Regions from separate parts of the Sus scrofa genome. Here all the other regions are linked to region 1. A link is a contact called in public Hi-C and targeted proximity ligation data. All regions are on one chromosome and are shown on one strand. The core of a region is the stretch at or near the end of the contact, and the rest is flanking DNA. Distances in the headings are between cores, read along the strand shown. Region 1 has its middle 44 kb from the start of PLB1. Region 2 has its middle 29 kb from the start of MRPL33. Region 3 overlaps RBKS (ribokinase). Region 4 holds the start of BABAM2 (BRCA1-A complex subunit BRE).

Evidence for each region. Hi-C and Micro-C count contacts between places; a contact is called where the count stands out from the background.
Region 2: a targeted proximity ligation map of alveolar macrophages shows a contact between it and region 1. A contact is called at or near these places in 1 of 5 promoter capture datasets (liver), 1 of 47 Hi-C or Micro-C datasets (embryonic fibroblasts) and 2 of 2 datasets of targeted methods (alveolar macrophages and skeletal muscle).
Region 3: a Hi-C map of embryonic fibroblasts shows a contact between it and region 1, with 2.4 times the contacts expected there. A contact is called at or near these places in 6 of 47 Hi-C or Micro-C datasets (embryonic fibroblasts, fibroblasts, heart right ventricle and 2 more) and 2 of 2 datasets of targeted methods (alveolar macrophages and skeletal muscle).
Region 4: a targeted proximity ligation map of alveolar macrophages shows a contact between it and region 1. A contact is called at or near these places in 3 of 5 promoter capture datasets (fetal skeletal muscle and liver), 5 of 47 Hi-C or Micro-C datasets (embryonic fibroblasts, heart right ventricle, liver and 2 more) and 2 of 2 datasets of targeted methods (alveolar macrophages and skeletal muscle).

What each region holds. Positions count from the first base shown.
Region 1 is chr3:110,783,738-110,786,304 of Sscrofa11.1, reverse strand. No RefSeq gene overlaps it. Among named protein-coding and RNA genes, the nearest start is that of PLB1, 44 kb to the right of the region's middle.
Region 2 is chr3:111,466,787-111,469,353 of Sscrofa11.1, reverse strand. No RefSeq gene overlaps it. Among named protein-coding and RNA genes, the nearest start is that of MRPL33, 29 kb to the right of the region's middle.
Region 3 is chr3:111,403,367-111,405,933 of Sscrofa11.1, reverse strand. All of the region lies in intron 7 of RBKS (ribokinase), which reads right to left. Among named protein-coding and RNA genes, the nearest start is that of TRNAE-UUC, 9.4 kb to the left of the region's middle.
Region 4 is chr3:111,327,129-111,329,695 of Sscrofa11.1, reverse strand. It overlaps BABAM2 (BRCA1-A complex subunit BRE), which reads left to right and starts at 1,282. Exons shown (of 12, transcript XM_021088348.1): 1 at 1,282-1,417. RBKS (ribokinase) reads right to left here and starts at 920. Exons shown (of 8, transcript NM_001315776.1): 1 at 828-920. The coding sequence starts at 919.

The DNA of each region.
Region 1 (2,567 bases), core at 30-2,529:
CCATCTTTTTTTTTTTTTTGTCTTTTTTCTTTTTGGCTTTTTAGGGCTGCACCTGCGGCATATGGAGGTTCCCAGGCTAGGGGTCGAATTGGAGCTGTAGCTGCCGGCCTACACCACAGCTCACAGCAACGCCGGATCCTTAACCTGCTGAGCAAGGCCAGGGATTGAACACGCAACCTCATGGTTCCTAGTTGGATCCGTCTCTGCTGCACCACGACGGGAACTCCTGCAATCCATCTTTGTTCCTCTCCTTCAGACGAGGATTCCCGCTGCAGAGAGAAAAGCTGGGCTGGGGCTGAAGGGCCTTGCTGTTGCTGCTGCCCCCGCCCCCCGGCGGCGGGGGGCGGGGGGCGGGTGTCAGACACTGAGCGAGGCACTCTGTGTTCTTACTGCATTTAATCCTTACATCACCCTTGCGAAATAGATACTCTTTTATTACCTTTTGCAGGTGAGTCAGCTGAGGCTTAGGGCAGTTAAATAACGCGCCCAATGTCACACAGCCACCAAGTGCAGAGCTGCAACCCAGGCACAAGTCTGTTGGCCACCAAAGCATGTGGTTTTAATAGTCCCCAACGCTGCTTTTGGGCCGCCTGCTCTCTCCTGCTTGGCGTCCCCAAGTTCATCAGCTGGAGAGGGGGCTAGGGGCTGGGGAACAGAATGGGAACAGGGAGCTTGCCTGCCTGGAGGCCAGTCCTGTGTCCAGTTGTGGGGGGGGACAGGGCAGTGGCCAGGGCAGGGCAGTGAGCAGTGGGCTCTTCACAGGAGAGCATGCCAGGACCCTGTGTTGTGCCTGAAGTCTAGGTCAAGGAGGAAAAATGGGCTCTTTCTACCTCCTGCCTCTGGTCTTTTCCCACTCCCATCCTCACCCCTGGAGGGCTGTGGAGTTTCCCTGATGCCTGCCTGGCCTGGCCATTTTTTCCAGAACGGCCATCTGAGGCCCAGCGCCAGGCCCTCAAGAGAGCAGGCCTAGAGGTCTGTCTCCAAGACCATGCCACACCCAAGAGCCAGGGACAGAGGCTGGGAGGGGCCTGGCCAGGCTGAAACAGAGGAGGCGGGGGGCAGTGCCAGGACCCCTCTTCCCTCCCAGGCACTGCTCCATCACTCTTCTGAGTGCCTGGGGGAGCGAGAGAAGGGGGGCCCCCCCGAAAAGGATCACTTGGGCTCTGCTGGGCGAGCTCCCCCTGCCGGCCGCTGCCTGCCTCTCTCCTAGGACAGGCCTTGCCCCTGGCTGCCAGTCCAGCGCCAACGTGGAGACTTGGCCGGGCCAATTACGGCTAACTGGCGCCCTCTAGCGTCTACCTCTCACGGCCCAGCTGCCCCTCCTCCTCTGGGGTTAAGGGCACATCACACAGAGCTCCCCTGAGCCGCTCCCGGTGGGCAATGCCCCAACCTAACAAATATCTTCCAAACCAGGACGAGTCTGATAGTAAGAGGGGGTTCTGCTGATTATGAGGCTGGGAAAATAGACATAAAATGGGACTGTTCCAGGCAAGTCGGGACATCTGAGCACCCCACTCAGGTCAGACGTAGCCCTCAACCATCTGATGAAGCCTCCAGAACCATCTCCGGGAGGCAACCCATGAAGGAAGTAAGAACCCCATCAGCACGAGGGCCGCGAGAGTAGGTGCTCAAGGAACGCGTGATGGATAAACGACTCTGAGCCACACTTGGTCGTGGTACTCCTGGTCTGGGCCGGCTCGGGCAGAGTTCCAGCTGGGCGACCAGCTGGGCGGCAGGGAAGCTGCAGCCAAAGCTCCTTGTGAAGCAGGAGGAGGACGCTGGTTCTGGAGCTTGGCGCACGGTAGGGGAACGGGGCGTGGCGCTGATGGAGCAAAACGAAACATCGGCCCGTGATGAATCAAGACATCCTCCTGCATTTGGGGTCTTGCTGTGGCATCTCGAAAAGAAAACCACCCCTCCAGCAAGAGAAGGGATTTCATGTTGTGGCTCAGTGGGTTAAGGACCCGGCGTAGTGTTTGTGAGGATGTGGGTTGGATCCCTGGCCTCGCTCAGTGGGTTAAGGATCTGGTGGGGCCGTCAGCTGCGGCCTAGGTTGAGATGGGGCTCGGATCTGGCGTTGCCTCGGCTGTGGTGTAGGCCGGCTGCTGTAGCTCCCATTTGACCTCTAGCCTGGGCATGTCCATATGCTGCAGGTGGGGCCATAAGAAGAAAAAGAGAGAGAAGTGTGTTTTGACAGAGCGCCTCTTCTGGCTGGTTTTGCCCGTGGGCCTTTCTTGCCACCCCTGGCACCAGCTTTCGAGATGACCTCTGCTCTGCTGGGCCCCTTCAGTGACTAACACAGGCAAGTGTGTGGGCCGCCACCTGTCCCTGCCTCCACCCCCTCCCCCTGCATTTCCTCATCACTGCCTTGTGGTTTCTGGTTTCTGGGGGCCAGGCCTCAGGGAGGTGTGATAACTGCTGACTCCCTGGGGCTCCCTGAAGTGGGCTGATGTAAGAAGGCTGGCATCTGTGACCCCTGACCCAGCACAGTGACTGCGTCTTACCCTCAGGAATAAACCCAGTGGAAGGCCCATTGGCCGGAGCCAGGACAGAAGGACCAAAGCAGG
Region 2 (2,567 bases), core at 39-2,538, 680 kb before region 1:
CGGCTGGAGAGACTGCAGATGCAGACAGCAGATGACAACATTCTGGCCACCCAGGTCAGGGGCCTCCCAGGCTTCAGCAGCATCCTGAGCTGAGCTCACCAGCTCTCAGCTGAGGCTCTGGAGAGATTCCCTGTTCACCCACGCATGGAGAGGGGAATGACGGTCAGTGAGCCCACAGCGACTCAGGCGGGCCAGAGGAGGACCCGGGCACCCTTCCGGACCTCTCTCCCTTTATGGGAAGTGGGCTCCCTCTGGCAGCATCTTGCTCCTTTTGGTCTTTCGGCTACTCGTGGTGCAAACGGATGGTGCAGCAGGGCCAGAACTGTCCCAGTCTGCAAATCACAGCCTAGTCCAGACCAGTCAGGCTTCCTCGAGCAAAGCACGCTTTCAGGTCGGTTGTCCTTTCTCCTCCTGGAGAGCCTTGCTGCCCCTTTTCCCGGAAGGGCTTGTCCCCTGTCTCCTGGCAGTTTCTAGGAATGAATGGAGGAGTAGCGCCAAAGGGCTACAGGGCATTGGCGGGAGCAGGGTAAGGGTTTTCTTTATAAAAACAGCTCAGCTGTGTATAGCACTCTACAGTTTATAAACTCTTTCACATCCATGTTATCATTGTGTATTATTTGGTTCTCACAACTTTATGAGGCAGATAGAGGAGCGAGTGGCATATACGGATCTTCTAGGAAAGGGCACAGAATTCCAAGTTCCATTCCTTCTCAATCCTGCCACTTACCCTGAGCAAGTGCATGGCTTCTTTTTTGGTTTTTCTTTCCTCATTGACTGCAAAAGATAACTCATTTTTTTTTTTTTTTTTAGGATGGGTGAACTGGGGGGGGTTAGTTTCAATACCTTTAATTTTTTGAAAGGTGGTGATACTCTCTCGCAGCAAGGCTACTCTGCTTTAGGACTCCAGGGCGTGCTAGTCGCATAGAATACCCTGTGATGGGGCCCCTCAAAAGTGTGCCCCAGGTGGCTCTCCTCATTTGCATGTCATGGGGATTAAATGAGGATTCAATGACGTAATGGATGTACCAGCAAAAAGCCTGGGAGGTAGTAGGTGATTAGCGAATGCTTAACGAGCGAATGAACTGCTCCCTCAGTCATGATGGATTTGGGGGGACGCTCACAGGAAGGAGGAAGTAGTGCTGGCTCTCTGTGGCTGGCGTTGCATTTCCTGCCCATTTTTCTGTGACTTTTGCCAAGTTGCCCTTTGTCCGAGGTCTCTGGGCTCCCAGCCGGCTAGAGGCACGGACTTCTCTGTGGGGTCTGGAGAGCTGGGCCTGGGCTGAATAATGACCAGCCTTCCGCTCACTTGAAGTTTCCGCTGGGGGGCTGGAAGCCACAGTATCCAGATGGCTAATTGCTTTGTGCCTGTTTCTGCAAATCACAGTGATTCACTGTCCCTGCTGAAAACACGCTCTCTTTTCAAAGATTTAATGGTTTCCAAAATTAATTTAGCCTCATCTGTTATCCCCCTGCCCTTCTAAACTGTCCCCTCCCCCCTATACCCTCCCCCCATTCCCTGGATGGAGCTTTCTGCTCCAGAAAGCTGGCTTTCACTCCACAGAGCACAGTGGAGAGGAGTGGGGCACCCAGACACCTTTCCAGGGTCACCTGAGCACATACGAATGTGGATTTGGGGGGAAGACGCCCAGGAGGGAAGGGCTGGTGTCAGGGACACACTTCCCGCCATCCTACATGCTTTTGGCCACATAGCCCACGGATACTCCTAGATGCCGAATTCCAAGAAGCTCCCGTTTGCGCTGTTTTGCTTATAAAACTCCCAAAGATCATCTGTTTTTCACATGTGAGGGACATAATCAGCTTTGCTCGTTTTAGATGGTTCACTATGGTCCGTGAGGCCTTGGGACCAGAACCCTGGCTAAGAGACCAGAATAGGGAGTTTGCCTCCTGATTCTGCCCTGTTTCTTTTTTCTTTTTTTCTTCCTGGGGGCGCACCCACGGCATATGGAAGTTTCCAGGCTAGAGGTCAAATCGGAGCTGCAGCTGCCGGCCTATACCACAGCCACAACAATTCAGGATCTTTAACCCACTGAACAAGGCCAGGGATCAAACCTGCATCCTCATGGATACTCGTTGGTTCTTAACCCACTGAGCCACAATGGGAACTCCTCTGACCTGTTTCTTGACAATCTTTGGCCTTCCTTTTTTTTTTTAAATGAGAGTTGCAACATTTTATTTCAGGTTCTCTCTCTCTCTCTTTTTTTTTGTTTTGTGTGTGTGTGTTCCTTTTTTGCCACACAGGCAATATGTGGAAGTTTCTGGGCCAGGGATTGAACCTATAGCACACAGCAGCAACCAGAGCCATACTGGTGAGAACTCAGGAGCCTCAACCCGCTAGGCCATCAGAGAACTCCCATCTTTGGCTTCTTTTTATCCCAGTAACATAAAGGTGATATAATCTGTGAGTTCCCTCATGGCTTAGCAGGGTAAACATCGGGCTTTGTCATTGCTGTGATTCTGGTTACAGCTGTGGCTCAGGTTGCAGTTAACAGTTGCCACAGTTTTTTTTTTTTTTTCACGTAGTTTCCTTTTCATAACTATTGCTAACA
Region 3 (2,567 bases), core at 29-2,528, 620 kb before region 1:
ATGGATGCCAGTCAGATTCATTTCCGCTGAGCCACGACAGGAACTCCTTCTATTCTAATTTCATAATTAACCAACAGCTTATTTTCCCATAATTAACCAATAATTTAGTCACAATTTACCCATGAGATTCATATCGAATCTCTGGGTTTTAGCTGCCGTTTTGTGTGAGAAGTGACGTTGATGTCGGCCCAGTGGGAACCGTTCTGTGGTACTAACACTGCATTCCCAATAAGCACCAAGGCAACAGATTTAGCTTCCTTCCTGCCCAGATATGTTCCCTCAACAGTCTGTAAAGTTTTAAAGTTAAATTATACATGCACCGGCAGCTTGGTGTTTAAGAATTCCTATGGCAAAGTTGTTTATAAAGGCTAACCCTAACCTCCAAGGGAAAAGTCCAACCACATTCTTCTCACGCACAGACACACTGACTGGTCTGTTTTAAAATCTTGGTTTCCATCGATCGGATTTGCTCGAGGGATTTTCTTTTTGGTCCTCTCTGCAATGACTAGTTATGCGGCAATGGACACTTCGCTTCCTTCCTGAGGTCATGACTCCCTGGCACAAGGCTGAAGTGAGGAGGTGCAGACCCTTTCACTGCCAGCGTGAGACAAGTTCTGGGCATGAGAGTGTAGTGCCCACACCCACGGTCCATCCTTTGTGACCATCACTCAGCTTTCCATTGAAGAGAACATGTCTGAAAATGAATCTATTTTTCAAGTCTCTAGTGGTCACTAGTCAGGCAGTGGTCTTCTGAACACCAAATACATGGGTGGGCTGAAATGGCAGGATTTTATTTCATTTTTTAAAATATTTATGTTTATACATTTCTTTTCTTTCTTTCTTTTTTTTTTTTTTTTTTTTGCTTTTTAGGGCTGCACCTGCAGCATATGGAAGTTCCCAGGCTAGGGGTCTAATCGGAGCTACAGCTGCTGGCCTGCAGCACAGCCACAGCAACAGAATGGCAGGATTTTAGATACATTCACCAAGGTGATGAATCAGTCATTATATAGACAATAAGGTGGATCTGGCCAAGGGAATGATAAATCCAGGCCTTTCCTAAGTTCTTGGCCCCGACATAAAGCTCAGACTACCAGCATCCTGCCTGCATGACACCACTTTCACTTTTCATAGGACTTTCTGGTTTATAGAGCATATTTGTAGACGTGATTCACTTTGAATCTCCTTCCAGTTTTGTGTGGTAAGCAGAGCGGGTCTTTCATTTTCCAGATGAGAAAGCGAGTATGAGAACTTGCTCAGGGTCAGCTGGCTAGGTGGCAGTACTGGGCTGTCTCAGTGGAAGGCCAGTCTCTGTGACAGCAGCCCCCTGGAGGGAGGCCACACGTGAACACCGACTTGGCTCAAAAAGAAAGTCGTTCTTTAAAACCCGGCAGCACATCTTTGAATATCCTCAACGGAGGCAATATGTCATCTTCTAAGTCAGTCTCAACCTAGAGTGTGCGTCAGAATTGCCTGGAGGGCTTGTGAAAATGCAGATTCTGGGCCCCGACCCCAAAGGTTCTGATCCAGGAAATCTGGGGCGGGCCCACGGTGCGTGTTTCTAGTGGGTTCCTGTTTCTAGTGGGTTCCGAGGACCACACCCTGAGAATGACTATCCCAAGGAATTTATTTCTGGAAAGAGTGAATCATTTAAATCCACGTCTAGTGATTAAGGTGGGGGAATCAAGCTAGGGCATTCCACCAGTGGCCAAAAACAATGCGCAACCGTAAAGAACAATACCGGCTCTGAGGGAAGTCTGAACGCAGAGCGCCAGAAAGCTGCTGAGTAATGGCATTTTGACCGGACTAACCTCTCTGGATGCGTGCTAAAGAATTCTTCTCTTAAGCGTTTAGGAAAACCTCACACAGTCCTACATGCCTGAGACGTTCCTTATCAACCTTTTATTTTCCAGCTTCAGAAAAACCAAAGAAACCATGGAAATGACACCCACATTAGAGAGAATCAATATCAAGAATTAATCGCTGTTTGCGGCAGCCGCAACTCAACAGGCTGGTAGCGCAGAGTCCTTTCTATGCTGCAAACCCGATGGTTGTGGAAGATGAGGGGAAAACTTTGCCTCTTGCCACCCTGACTCTTCCGTTGAGATTGGAATGGCAGAAATGCAAAGAGCTCATTTTGAATGCCAAAGATAAACATGCAATATCTTATGGGGGAAAAACATTCTAGCAGGAAAGAAAACTGAACCACATTAGGTACTGAAGCGGGGAGTCAATCCTTCATGTCACGGTAGGGGAAAAAAAGAGGTAGAGGCTGGCTTAAATATTGGTTCTAATTTTATTTTCAATTCTACATTACATTAAACTCTCCTTGTACTCCTCTTTAATTTACACCAACTGCTGACACAAATTGGTGTGCCTTCTCGTCTTTGACATCAGTATTTCTCTTGAATTATGCATTTCCATCTGGAAGGAGGTTTATGGGGATAAAGCCTTCTTTCATTTAGATGGATAAGAACAGAGAGGGATCAATGGGGGGGGGTCAAATGCAAAATCAAAGTAAGTGGGACAATAGATGTTCAAGGCAGCGTCTCCCTGCCCCAAAGGATTGT
Region 4 (2,567 bases), core at 33-2,532, 540 kb before region 1:
TTTCATTAAAAAATAAATTGGAAAGATCCAATGTCACTGACCTAGCTCAACGATTTTCCGATTTCCTTCTAGCATATTTTATTTCATCCCTTTTTTTTTTTTTTTTTGGTCCATGCCAGGGCCAGGGATCCAATGCGAGCCACAGCAGTGGCCAAGCCTCTGCAGTGACAACGCTGGATCCTTAACCCGCTACACCACAAGAGAACTCCGATTTTGTTTTTTACTATTATAGATATTGTATTTATGGGTTTTTATTTTGATTCACACTTGGTTTGCCATAAGTAACCTACAGTTACTCTAATACTGAAAAATAAACGGAAAATATGAAATGCAAGAATGCTAACGATCAATAGAGTGAACGGCCTGTTGACCTCTGCTCCACTCATTTTATACACGTTCCACGAATAATACCCAACCTGGATGGTGTTATGGCTCAAAACACTTTAGTTCATTTCACTTTCATAACAGCCCAGTGAGGTGGGGGCACCTTCTGGAAGGTAAAATAACTTGGTTAAAGTCACTGGCTAGCCCGGGGAGAGGTTCAACAGCCTGGTCCGGAAAACAGGAACAGGTCTTTGGAGGCGCTTCTAGTTACACGAGAGCTTTTACTACGCTCTGGCCTTTGTTTCCTCATCTGACAGTTACCTTCACAGACTCAAAACCTGCCTCTTCCCATCGAGGCACAGGGCGGCCTGGGGAAACCTGTAGTTCACACCAAAAGCCAACAGGCTCCATGCCCAAGGCCCCAGTGCCAAGGCAGTAAGAAGAGAGAACACGGTCCGTCCCTCCCGCGAGCAGCGGCTTCTGCAAACTGGCCCCAGACTAACCTGACCAGGTCGGTCATGCAGGAGCCCACCACCACCACTGCCGCCGCCACCTGCTCCTGCCACTGCCTCCCGGGTTCCCCAGACGCGGCCATTGCTCTACGTCGGCGCTCTCCAACCAGGAGGCTGCCCTTTAACCTTTGCCCGACCCGGTAACCAGGGACGCCACTCCTACGCTCCCTAACGACGCGGGCCTTGCAGGACGTCCGTGCGGGTCGCCCACCTGAATGCCCGAAATAACCCCGCCCACCAACTGCCCCCAGTTCTTCCAGGAATTGTCTCCCTGCACAGCTTCCCGCTACAGAGCCCTCCTGATCGGTCCAGACTCCGTGCTGCTTGCCGCGCACGAGGCAGGCGCCGAGGCAGGAACTTTCAGGCACTGCGGGGACGCCTCTCCGAGCGCCTGGCCTGGCGCGGCCGGGGACGCGCACGCCGCCCGGCTCCTGGGCCGCAGAGGGGGCGGGGCGGGACGTCCGGGGGGCGCGCACGCATCCGGCCCGCGGTGCGCGCGCAGGTTGGTGCGTCGGTCGGGGGCGCGCTCGGGTAACCTGTACCCCACGTAGTCGCCGGTTACCGATCGGACTAAGCTCCAGGTACCTGGACTGGGGCTGGTGCGGGGAGGTTGGATCCCGAGTCGCACAGGTGGTGCTAAGGACAGTGGTTTAAATATGCCCAGGGCTCGCCTCCTCTTTCTATAGAGAAGGCCCCTGTTCCAAAGATGCCCTGTTCATTCCCATCATGCTGGCTCCCTAGAGAACGAGCCCCCAAGGCCAGAGGCTGCTCTTTCCATGCCTAGCCCGCCCCTGGTCCCTGATTAAGCTCAGCTCCTTCCTCCTTCCCGCCTGATGAGGGGATCGTACAATTTGGGAGAAGGAAGAGCCTCTGGTCCCTTTTAGATGTCCCCCTTTGGAGCGGGATGTCATTCTTTGGGTTCGAGTCGACTTGTTTTTCTTGAACATTGCCCCTTGGAGAAATTGCTTCCCCCGTGTAACTTCCCTCGTGCGCTGCGTGACGTCGACGTGACGCAGCAGGACGCCACCCCTTTCCGTTCCATGACGTAAGCTGGGCACATGTTTCCGTGTTTGTCATCCCATCTTAATTGCAAGAAACTGACGATGCTTCAGACGTCTTTGTATTCCCCAGGCTGCCCATCAGAGGACCTCATGTGACCCTATTTTGAGGCAGCAGATCCCTATAAAAATTGTATTTCTGCATTTTCCTTCTGTAATACGTCAAAATCAGGAAATAGAAATTGCACAATTAGCATTCAGGGGAGGCTGACCACCGTAAATTTTTGCCTATCTAGGATCTCTTATTGTGCTTCGATGTGTAAAGTTACTACTGGGGGTTGAACCCCCATCCGTGTCCCTTACTCAAAAGGATTGCGCCAAAGAACCATCTTTTTTGGCTGTTTGGTGACCTGTGATTTTGGAATCAGTGGTTTTTTTTTTTTTTTTTCCTTAGAGAAGTCACAACAGCTCCTGCTGAAACATTTTAATGCTGCATGAAATCTTGCACTGTCAAAAGATAGTGTTCTGGCTGTGCTGGAAACAAAGACAAATTCATTCCTTCAGGTGTCATTCTAAGGTCATGCCAGTTGCTGAATTGAATGGGATGTTGTCACCTTAAGTATAGTTTGGTTTCTGGAGCAGGTTTGTTCCCTTTAGTGTTTGCCTGGTGAATCACTAGGCTTCAGCAGTAGACCAACAGTAGTCTAATTTGTTTCTGGTTGTCAAGCAACCA